Linked DNA regions of Gossypium hirsutum: region 1 is linked to region 2. The links are chromatin contacts, called in public Hi-C maps. All regions are on one chromosome and are shown on one strand. Each heading gives the region's core, a stretch centred on a gene start, on an enhancer-like site or on the middle of the called end of the contact. The rest is flanking DNA. Distances are from core to core; before and after follow the strand shown. Region 1 holds the start of LOC107962463 (transcription factor TGA7). Region 2 holds the start of LOC107962469 (protein Daple).

Region 1 (5,241 bases), core at 1,777-4,276, 210 kb after region 2:
TCTTTTAAAGGGGTAGAGTTGTGACGCCCCAAAGTTATTATTTCTTCTTTTTGTGAAAATGTGCCACAAGTCTGTATCTGCTTCAGTGGTTAAGTGTTCTAGGTGTGTGTGAGGTCCAAAGGTCAAGCCCTAGCTTGGGCAAATTTTGTTACTTTTGGAATTAAGCTTTACTTTTGATCAGCGGGCTTATATTTAATTGTCTGTAATCCCATACTAGAAAAAGCCTGCTGGTTCAAGTAGTAAAGGGTTGGTGTGTTGGAGGTCTTGTGTTCGACTCCCTGCGCGAGCGTGGGAGTTTATTTTTGCTCTGTTATTGGTGAGAGTTCTAGTTGAACCGAAATTTTGTGGAAGTTGTTGAATAGTGGGTTTGAAGGAGAAAATAAAGGGATGTGATCATATTTTTTTTAGATTTTTATTTTATTTATTTCTATTATCTTTATTTTTTTTAAAATTTTCTCTCTCATCTTCTAAATTTTCAATCTAACATTCTTTTTAACTTTCTTGCTGGGTTTTAGCATTTTTCTCTTCCAGTAAAACTTTTTTCGTTCTGCTTCCTTTCTGATTTTGCTGGTGGTTTTATCGTTGGATTGTGTCATGGTTTGTAGGTTTTTAAATTGGATGGTAAGTGAATTTTGTGCTCCTGTGATTGCTGGTTTCGACTTTTGAGCAATGGCAATTTATAGTAATCGATTAGTGTTAATTCCAGTTAGAAGTAGATTGTGGGGCAGGGAATTGCACCTCTTTGGTTTAGTGCGCTTTTGGTGGTTTGTCATTGGGGGTAAGTCGGTTTTGTATTGATTCGAGTAGTGAATTCGTTAAAGCAAGTTACTAAATCGAGGTTGGATACTTTGTTTATAGGTTTTGGAAGGCTCGGGAGTGGTTTCACATCAAATTGATGCTAGGTGTGTACCTGAAACATAGAAATCGAGCTTTCAGAAAAAGTCCAAAAAGGCTACTGTCGACTCCACACGGGCGTGTGGTCACCTGTGTGGTAGGCCGTGTGCGTCAACATAGCCGTGTGATCGATGAAGGCCAAGCGTGTGTAGGACACGACCATGTGATGGCCAGTATGTGGCTGTGTAGGCCACATGGGCTACGCCAAATTAGGCGTGTAGGCCCACACGGGCTTGTGATATCTAGGCCAGGTCGTGTGGTCCACACGGGCAAAGCCAATCTGAGAGTGTAGGCCCACACGGGCATGTGGGCCCATTATACTAAAATTTTTCGTAGGGTCGTACTGTGGACCTACCGCAGGGTCGGTAAAGGCTTACTAAACCCTAAACCTATATGTCCTGTTAGACTGATGTACTGTTATGAGCATGCCTATGTTTGTTATCTGTTACCTATTTATAGAAGCATGAATTGTTAGTTAAAGTGTATGCATGTCTGCTAATGTGATTGGGGTGGGGTGATATATATGATGGAGGAAATATTCTGAAAGACAGATTATGCTTATAATCTAGCAGCACAACTGTATTATATCTGATATTAGTCGCATTAGTACAGCGTGGTGTGTAGGGCTGGGTGAGTGTTTTAAACCCCATATGATGTGTAAAGATGGTCGGAGATGGTGTGCAGAGGCTGGGGGTAGGATTCTGTTATCTGATAGCATGTCTGTAACTGTATCTGTACCTGAAACGGGCTTTGGCCCGATTGTAAATCTGTTTGATTTGTGATATTCTGTATGTATACATGCTTAACTTTGTTGGGTTACACACTAAGTTTACGTAAACTCACCCTTTTTCTGTTTGCCTGTACAGGTAACCCACAGACTTAGGCGGATCGGTGCAGCAGCGGACTCAACGTTGGCCACTTTATCGTAAACTTTATTTATGTTTAAGTATTCTAGCTATTTAAAGTTTAGGATTTACTTGAGGGTTGTAATTTCTCAGAACTTTCTGAATTGTTTCGGTTTTTAATTGATTATTTCTGGATGATTTAACGTTTTAATTGTTTTGTTAAAATCGTTTTGTTAAACAATGGTATTTACGCAAACGAACTGTTTTTCTTAAACACGATCATTTTCCTAAAACTTCAGCTAAAATGACATGATTTAAGATAAGTCGGTCAAATGAAAATATGCTTTGAATTAAAAGAAAGCAATTGAAAGTTTTTTAAAGTTTAAGGCTTTATCGAGTTAGCACCGTTTTCAAAATCCCTTACATGTGATATCACCAGATTTGGCCATAACGTCTAGGTCGGGTTTGGGGTGTTACATATTATCTCCATCAATTGTACATATTTATACTCACTATCTATTAAGTGTTTTACTGAGTTGGTGTCACCCTCAACTAGGTCACCAACACGGTTAGAAAAGTACAAAAATATTTTTCTGTAATTAAAATAAGTTAAACTATTTAAGGGTATTTTAGTCTTTTTTTTATTTTAACAAAAACTAATTAAAAATATATATTGTCACATTTGAAATGGCCTAAATTGAATTAGTAAAACTTTAAATTTATCATTCAACTAAAAATGCACTAGTCAACTCGATACTAGCATTATTTACTTGATGTATTTATGTGTGTAAATTTTATTTTACTCATAATTTAATTTAATTTTTTATATTAATATCATACATATTTTATATTTTATTATGATAACTTAATTTTAAACCTTAAATTTTATTATTTATTGAATGTTATTTTTACTGAGTCAAATAACTTGCAGTGAAGAGAAACTTCCATTGGTTTCTAAAAAATAGAAATTTATTATTGGAAAAATGGAAATGAGAAAGGAAGTCTACAAAAAGACTTGACTGGTTGTCTGCTATCTTCACCAACAACTGAACTCACCATCCAATCATTTTCCACCACGTGGGACCTCAACGGACGACAATCAGAAAATGCTCCTGGGGGTGAATGTTCCTTACTATTTTCCCCAGGAAATGACGTCAGCAATGGTCGTTAAAGGGTGACGTAAACTGATGTAATAAGTGACGTAGGTTAAGGCAGTGTGGGGTGCGTAGGATAAAAAGTTGTGCGCATTTCTTTTTAGCATTTTCCCGTTTTTCTTTACTTTATATTTTTGCTGCTTTAAGTGGGAACACTCAGACGTTAACCTTTGACTGTAGCGATTGAGAGAATAAAAAATTTCACATTTTTTTTTCCTTTTTCTTTGTTTCTGTCTTTGGGTTGATTTTGATTCTTTGTTTGCTTTCAAAGAGTGATGAGCTTTTGAGTGTTCATTTGGGCTTCTTTTTTTCTTTTTCTTTTTCTTTTTTTATTGAAGAACTTCAAGTTTTGGGAAGTTCAGTTGTTCTATAAGGTTTGTTAGTGAAGTTTTTCCAAATTTCAATCTTTTTGTGGTTTGGGTTTATGAGAAAAAATGAAAATTTTAAGTGGTTTTGGTATATATACTGGATGGTGTTCGAGTTTTTTCCTGATCATGTTCTTATTTTTTGATTCTTGGTAATATATGGTGATTAAGTAGGAACTTCTTTTGTTTTTACTTGGTGGATGATTGTAATTTTGTAGCAATTTAAGAGCATGAGTTGAATGTAAAAGTTGAGTTCCTTGTATTTTCAGTTCATGATATGTTTACTTGACTCTCTGTATATGGTTATCAGTTGATGAAGTTGACTCTCTGCACATAGATTTCTCTGTCGGCAATGTTATTGAGAAACTAGGTTTATATTTTAATGGCTTTGATTCCTTGTTTTGGCTCTAGAAAGGCAATAATGCCAGTTTACAGATTTCATTGCCTTTGAAGAAAACATGAAACCTTAATATGACAACGTTATATGTATTGAGTACTAGGAAAGAAGGGATGCTCTTAACAAATCTCCATTGATTAAGTTCCACTTCTGTTCCCTATAAAGAAAAACAAAAATTGCCTGTCCCTTTCAACATATCACTCACCATTGATGTTTTTGGTTGGTAGTTCTTGAGACTTCTAGCCCACTTTTGCTAATACATGAGCTGATTTTTGTTGTGCGTTCCTTTTCAGCCTTTTGTATGACTGTATCTTTTACAAGCCATGGAGATTTACCCTTAGACAGAGGTAAGGAAAACGTGTGAGCATTGTTGAAACCTGGACACTTTGTCCTTGTCCAAGATTTGATTGCTACTTTAGGAAGTCCAAGTTCCATTTAGTTTCTTTGTTATGCATTCTTATAATCAGTGTTGATCTGTTTTTTATTCTGTTGCTGTTGTTTGATAGAGTATGAGCTCTCTGTCAACTGAACTTACTAGAAGGATGGCAATATATGAGCAATTCCAGCAGATAAACAAGTGGGGAGACACCTTCAACGGTGAAGACAGTCCAAAAACAGGATCATCGACAGTTTTACAAGTGGATGTTAGGCTAGAAAACAAGGTGAAGTTGCATTCAGTTTTGTTTATTTGGTAGGAGGCTTGAGCTTCTTTTTTCTTCCAGTTGCAGGCTATAATTAAATTGTTGTGATTTAAATCATAGGCCGAATATATATCTTCCGAGAAAACCGAACCTTCCAGAAGTGATCAAGAAACAAATAAGCCAACAGATAAGGTGATTAAGTTGCATTATTAGCTGTTTTATAATCTAGACCTGCTTGTTCCCTCTTACTATTTCCAATTGTATTTATCTTTTGTTAAAAGACACATAATACATGCAGATACAGAGACGTCTGGCACAAAATCGTGAAGCTGCTCGCAAAAGTCGTCTGCGGAAAAAGGTAGACAAAAAATGCATTCTATATGACATATCTGCTTATGGGAGTTATTTCACTTTATGGACCATTTATGATTTAATTCAATGTTATAGGCTTATGTTCAACAATTAGAATCGAGTCATTTGAAACTAGCTCAATTGGAGCAAGAACTCGAAAGAGCTAGGCAGCAGGTGAAGTGAAAACTCTCTCCCCCCTTTTCTCCTTGTATGTTTTCACTTTTTTTCAATAAGGAATTCTTTATTTTCCAAGAAAAATCATATCAATTAGGCATTGCCTTGATGCAGGGGTTATACATAAGCAGTGCATCTACTGGTTATTTTGGACTGTCTGCAGCTGCAAATGCTGGTTTGTGACCTAATCTGATTCTGTTATCATTATTTTCTTTGTAGATTCACAGAATACATTTTGCTTCCCAACATCTTAATTTGCAGTAATATTTTTTTCTTTATATGGGAGAGATTTGTTCGATATAGCTTTCAAGAAACTAGATATATTTTTCTGTTTGCTGGATCAAAGGTTTCTATTTGTATATCACGCGTGTAAATATTGAGTGCCTACATATTGGTTTCTTCTTTAGAATAGTTTAATTT
Region 2 (5,222 bases), core at 845-3,344:
ACACTACTGCATAAAAAATTAATCTCTTGAGCAGTTGACCTTCTAAAACTCTTGAGCATCAAACAATCTACACCCATTTTTGTAAACTTCCTGATCTAGTTTTTCCTTGGGAAACGGAATAAATTGTTTTAAGTGCAGAAAAGGTTGGCCTAAAACTCTCTAACTACATACACGAGCCAAAGACTCGAAAGTAATACTTTTGCATTGAAAATACATACTTCCAACAAATGCAAGCAATTTACATGAAATAGTAATCGCATGATAGAGGTAAGATAAAAGATAAAATCACAATCTATGTGAGCATCTTCGAAAATTAATACATTATAACTGAAATTATACAATCAATGCATGTCATTGATGTCTTGATTCACCTTAATAAGCTACATAGTACAATTTGGTTCACATTCATTGTTAAATAATTTCTACCATGCCAATTGATCGACTTATAATATGATCTTGTGTCTAACGAGTTCAATAAGACATTAACTTCAAATGGAAAAGACAATGCCAGAAATTTCCACAAATGCAAAGTGCGACTTACATGTGTAGCATGGAATTGTAACCGAAATACAACTTTTATTTTTGTCTTCTCGATCTTCCACTTAGGGATCCTCGACATTACCAGCAAATCAATTAATCACCAGCTCTATTGACATACCAATCCCCCTCCCCCTTTGATTAAACTGCCCCTGCAACCAAAAAGGACCATCATTTCCATATAGACAGCTGAGAGCAGTTAAAACTAGTTCAAGTGCAAGTATATCGTGTTTGGAATCCAGAGCCTACTGCAAGGATTAAAACCCCTTGAGGAAGTGTACCTCACCAAGACAGTAACATAATTAGGAGAAAACAATGTAAGAGCAAACAGAAGGATTTTTTTTTTTAACCCCCCAACTACATAAAAGGTCCATTCAGACCAAGGTTTATGTTTAGTAAACAGAAACCCAAATTAAACTAAATCCCGAGCTAAAATCTGGAGGGGTTGGGGGAGGGAGACTTAAACTCTGCTTATTTCAATGATCTGATCTACTGAGATTGACTTCACCATTTCTTCAGAAACCAACACAAGATCCAAAAACGTGTAAAGAGGATATTTGAACTAAAAACCAAATTAGAGAAAATCGCTAATCCCGACCATACCTTGTTGAAAGGAAGGCAAAATTTTCCAAAAATGCAAAACCCCAGAAGCAAACTTCAAAATGCTGGCTTCAAATTCTCGGATCCAAACCCTTTTTTATTGAGAAATAGAAGACGGTGAATTTCAAATTTTTTAAGCTAAAAAGAAAGACAAAAGAAGCAAAGAAGAGAAAATGGCACTTCACACACTTGAAAAGAAACAAAGATGCAAATGTCCAGCTTCAGAAAGACTGACACAAAAGGAAAAAGAAATAGAGTAAAAGAGAATCCAAAACCAAATGCCACACCCAAAATAAGAAAAAAGAATAGCACCTATAACAAAATCTCAAAATACCACTATTTTTCTTTCCTTTAAAGAAAACATCAAAGAAAAACAAAAGAACCCAGATTTGTCACAGTAAAAGAAAAAAAACTGACCCGACCCAAGTGAGAAGACGTCAATAAATGCACATGGAGTAAAAAAAATTAACATTTAAAATCCATTTAAACACTAAAGAAAAACAAAATCAATAAAATAATGGCGTGTAGCAATGAAGTTAGGTACCCAGTAGCGGATCGGTAGGTGCTTAAGCTGGAAGAAATAGCAGATAAATCTTTACAGGGAAGGTTCCATTTTTCATACTAATTACAATGAATAAGAGGAAACTAAAAACCCACCAAAAAAAAAATCAAAATTTGAAAGAGACAGGGAAAGGGTTGTGTTTTTTTATTTAAAAAAAACAATTCTTTTGAAATTGATGAGTTGTTTTTGGTGATGTGTGGGTGTTTTGTAAGTTGAAAACTTTTTGTTGGGTGGGATTTTTGGGAGAGAGTGTGTGTGTTGTAGTTGGCGTAAATAAGGAGAAAATGTTGGGTTTTTTTGCAAAGCAAATAATAAAAATGTTTAAGGTTAAGAAGAGAATTCATTAGGTGAAATGGAGGTTTTATTTACAGGTAAAATAGGAGTTTTCAGATTTCGAAAACAAGGGCTTTGATTTGCATTAGTGTAAGAAAAGCGACATCCCGCCAAAGCTTGTTTGCTAATTATTTATTATGATCTAATAATCAAATTAATTAGTGCTCAGTGACATAATTAAATAATCTTTAATAAGTATAAAGTTTTTATTAATATTATTAGAGGGATTAGCAATTGAATAACCAATGAGTGATTGCCATTTAAGATACAGCTGGACCATTAATAATTCCATTCAATTTGATGCCTTGAATTGAAGTCTCACTATTCTTCCCCCATTGGACCACCTTGAATAATTCAATATGGTTGGGAATTTATATTTTTCCCTTTTTAAATATTTGTTTTTTTTTATTTCCTTCTTATAAGTATTTTGAAACTTTCCCAAATTATAACTTGACTTTATATTAAATTTTGCATTTAAGAATAATAAAAAAATATTTAAGCTTAATTTGAATAGGTGGTGCGTTTAGCTTCAGTGATATTAAAAACAACAATGACAATAAAATTGAATATTGTAGTGATGAGATTAAAAACAACGATAAAATATATATTTGGATTCAAATATAGCTACAATTAAGCCAAAAATGAGATAAAAATGCATCTTATAGCCATCTTAATCTTTTAATTTTACATATGTAGCTTCACACGTTTTGCCTTGTAGCTCAACACTAATTTAGTTTTCCCCTTTTTTTCTATAAATATTAATTTTATATATAAATTTTGATTTAATATACAATTTGATACATAAAGTTTGATTTAGTGTAATTATACACATGAAATTTAAATTGTGGTACATGTGTATATATGAAACTTTGATTTTTATTCAATTGTACACATTTAAAAAAATGAATACATACACTCATTTTCATACTGGATGAATATAATTGTTTATGTATGTAATATATTATTTTAAAGTGGTAATAATTTAATAATGTTATTAGTGATTTGTGAAAAAATAAATCTAATTAAAATTACATGTTTAAAATCGCACAAAATTGAAGTTCATATATAACATTACACATTAAATTAAAATCTATCAATAATTTTAGCATTTAATTATCCCTTTATTTTATAAAACAAAGTTAAAAAGGTAGAAATCATTAAGGATAGAATCATGTATGGATGACTTTAATACAATAATTTTATCACTTTTTAATTATGATTTAATCGACAATAATTAAATTTTCAAGTTCTATTTTTTACTCAAAACTTCACTGATGTTTGAGTCAAACTAAATCGACTGGCTAAACCAGTTGAAATAGAAATCGATTGAATCAATTGAATCAAAAATTTTTTATTTTACTTTTATAATACTTTAATATTTTTAATTAAAATTTATCTAATAAACAAATCGATAATTTGATCAATTCGATCACTAATCCAATTCTCAACACTATTTCTACTAAAAGTTGCTTCATTTATGAAAATGGATGCTAGCTCCCTTTAGTGCTATAAGGAAAGCCTAGATTTAAGGTAGTCTAGAGGAGAATTTGGAGATAGACTATAATGTCTTATATCTCAAAGCTAAGGCCTAAGAGCATGAATTTATCTACAAAACGGGTCTACTATTTAGAAGTAAACTGAAGAGTGGATTGGGATTTCAATAAAGTCACTTATGTCATTTTAAATTTTTTATTCTAACAGTTAAATAATACTTTGAACGAAAAAACCGATTCAATGTTTGCAATTGCATACAAGTCGCAGCCAAAGACTATTGAGTGCATGATTAAGTTGGTTCATGGAGCAAGCAATATTGCATGAATTGTGGCATGGAAATTTGTCATTGTGGGGTCATATTCAGTGGCCTTATGCACATGACTTTGTTCTCCTTTAAGGTCCTCAAGATAAATATTCCAATATAAAATGTCAATTAGAGTTTTCATGACATTATGTGGCCCACACGTGATAGACCCTTACAAGCACGTGATAGGCCCCAAGAAGCACGTGCACCCCAAAGTTAAAATCTTCCCCACAAGGAAAAAAGTTGGATTAGCTTGTGATATGATAGTATGTATTACTTTTTAACCTTGTGGGGTTGCCCACATCACATGAACAGACATCTTTGATTACCAACATATGCTATGCTTTTCATGATCTCATCTTCACAATCATATTTATAATTTTCTTTCACCTTAATTACTTTGACATGAGGTTTTCATCCTCTTTTTAAGTCATTAAAAATTAAAAGGTAACTGCCTTTCACTAATCTATAAAATTAGTAGTTTAAAAATGAATTAATATGTGCTAAATCTTTGGTACAAAAGAATAAATAAGAAATTTGCAAGTATCTACCTTTCTTTCTTTTATTGATACGAACAAGAATCCCACCAAAGCAATCCCAAGCTTTGCCTAAAATTCCTTAGTTTAACAAGCTAAAAGGCATTTTCTTTGGCCAAAGCTTACATAATAAAATACAAACAAGGCCCTCAAGACACTGTTTGTCATCCTACTTTTGGTTTTCCGGGAGCATCAGAAACCCTAGCAAAATGGGTTTTCTTAGAAACCCAGGAGAAACAAGAAGCAGGCATTTTCATTTCATCATCAAAAACCATTTTGTTATTATCCTCCTCCTCCTCACTCTTTGACGCCTGTTGCTTGTCCTTCTTCTTCATTTTCTCCTTATGTAAAGATCGCATAACGTAAGCTTCTGCTAAACCAACTCCATACGTTGCCATCGCCAAAAAAAAAGGATTAATACTTGTTGTTTATGGAAGTAGTTAAGGGTTGAGTAGAGGAGAAGCAAGACTTGTTACGATTAGGATCCGAGGAGCTAATTGCTTGGAAATTTATAGGCTGCTGTGTAGTGGTCCATGCAAAATATGGGTTGAATTTGGCTTTGCTTGCTGCCCAAGTCTTTCTTTCTTTTTTGCATTTTTTCTGGTGTGAGAACCCGGCATTTTTACTTTATAACCCGACAACAGAAAATTAAAAAAATTGTTACTTCTACAAAGTATGCGAATACTCTGGATTTAAACCAAATTTGTTCATTTGGATGGCGTCAGCGAATATTTAAGAAACAGTTGAAGTGTGAAGGTGAGAAGAAAGTAGAGAGGTTGGGAAGCGTAAGCAACCATGTGGCACTGTGGTGTTTCGTTTTAAACATTTTATTGGAGACTTGGAGCGTCGAGAGGGG

Evidence for each region. A called contact is a pair of places that touch in the nucleus more often than the background predicts.
Region 1: a contact with region 2 is called in a Hi-C map of leaf, with 2.0 times the contacts expected there. The contact joins the promoter of LOC107962463 here to the promoter of LOC107962469 in region 2. A contact is called at or near these places in 2 of 34 Hi-C or Micro-C datasets (hypocotyl and leaf).

Annotation. Positions count from the first base shown.
Region 1 is chrA06:6,458,322-6,463,562 of Gossypium_hirsutum_v2.1, forward strand. It overlaps LOC107962463 (transcription factor TGA7), which reads left to right and starts at 3,027. Exons shown (of 10, transcript XM_016898870.2): 1 at 3,027-3,267; 2 at 3,949-4,002; 3 at 4,162-4,317; 4 at 4,417-4,488; 5 at 4,595-4,654; 6 at 4,744-4,821; 7 at 4,936-4,996. The coding sequence starts at 4,165.
Region 2 is chrA06:6,253,346-6,258,567 of Gossypium_hirsutum_v2.1, forward strand. It overlaps LOC107962469 (protein Daple), which reads right to left and starts at 2,095. Exons shown (of 12, transcript XM_041114982.1): 1 at 1,682-2,095; 2 at 1,141-1,229; 3 at 542-689. The coding sequence starts at 619.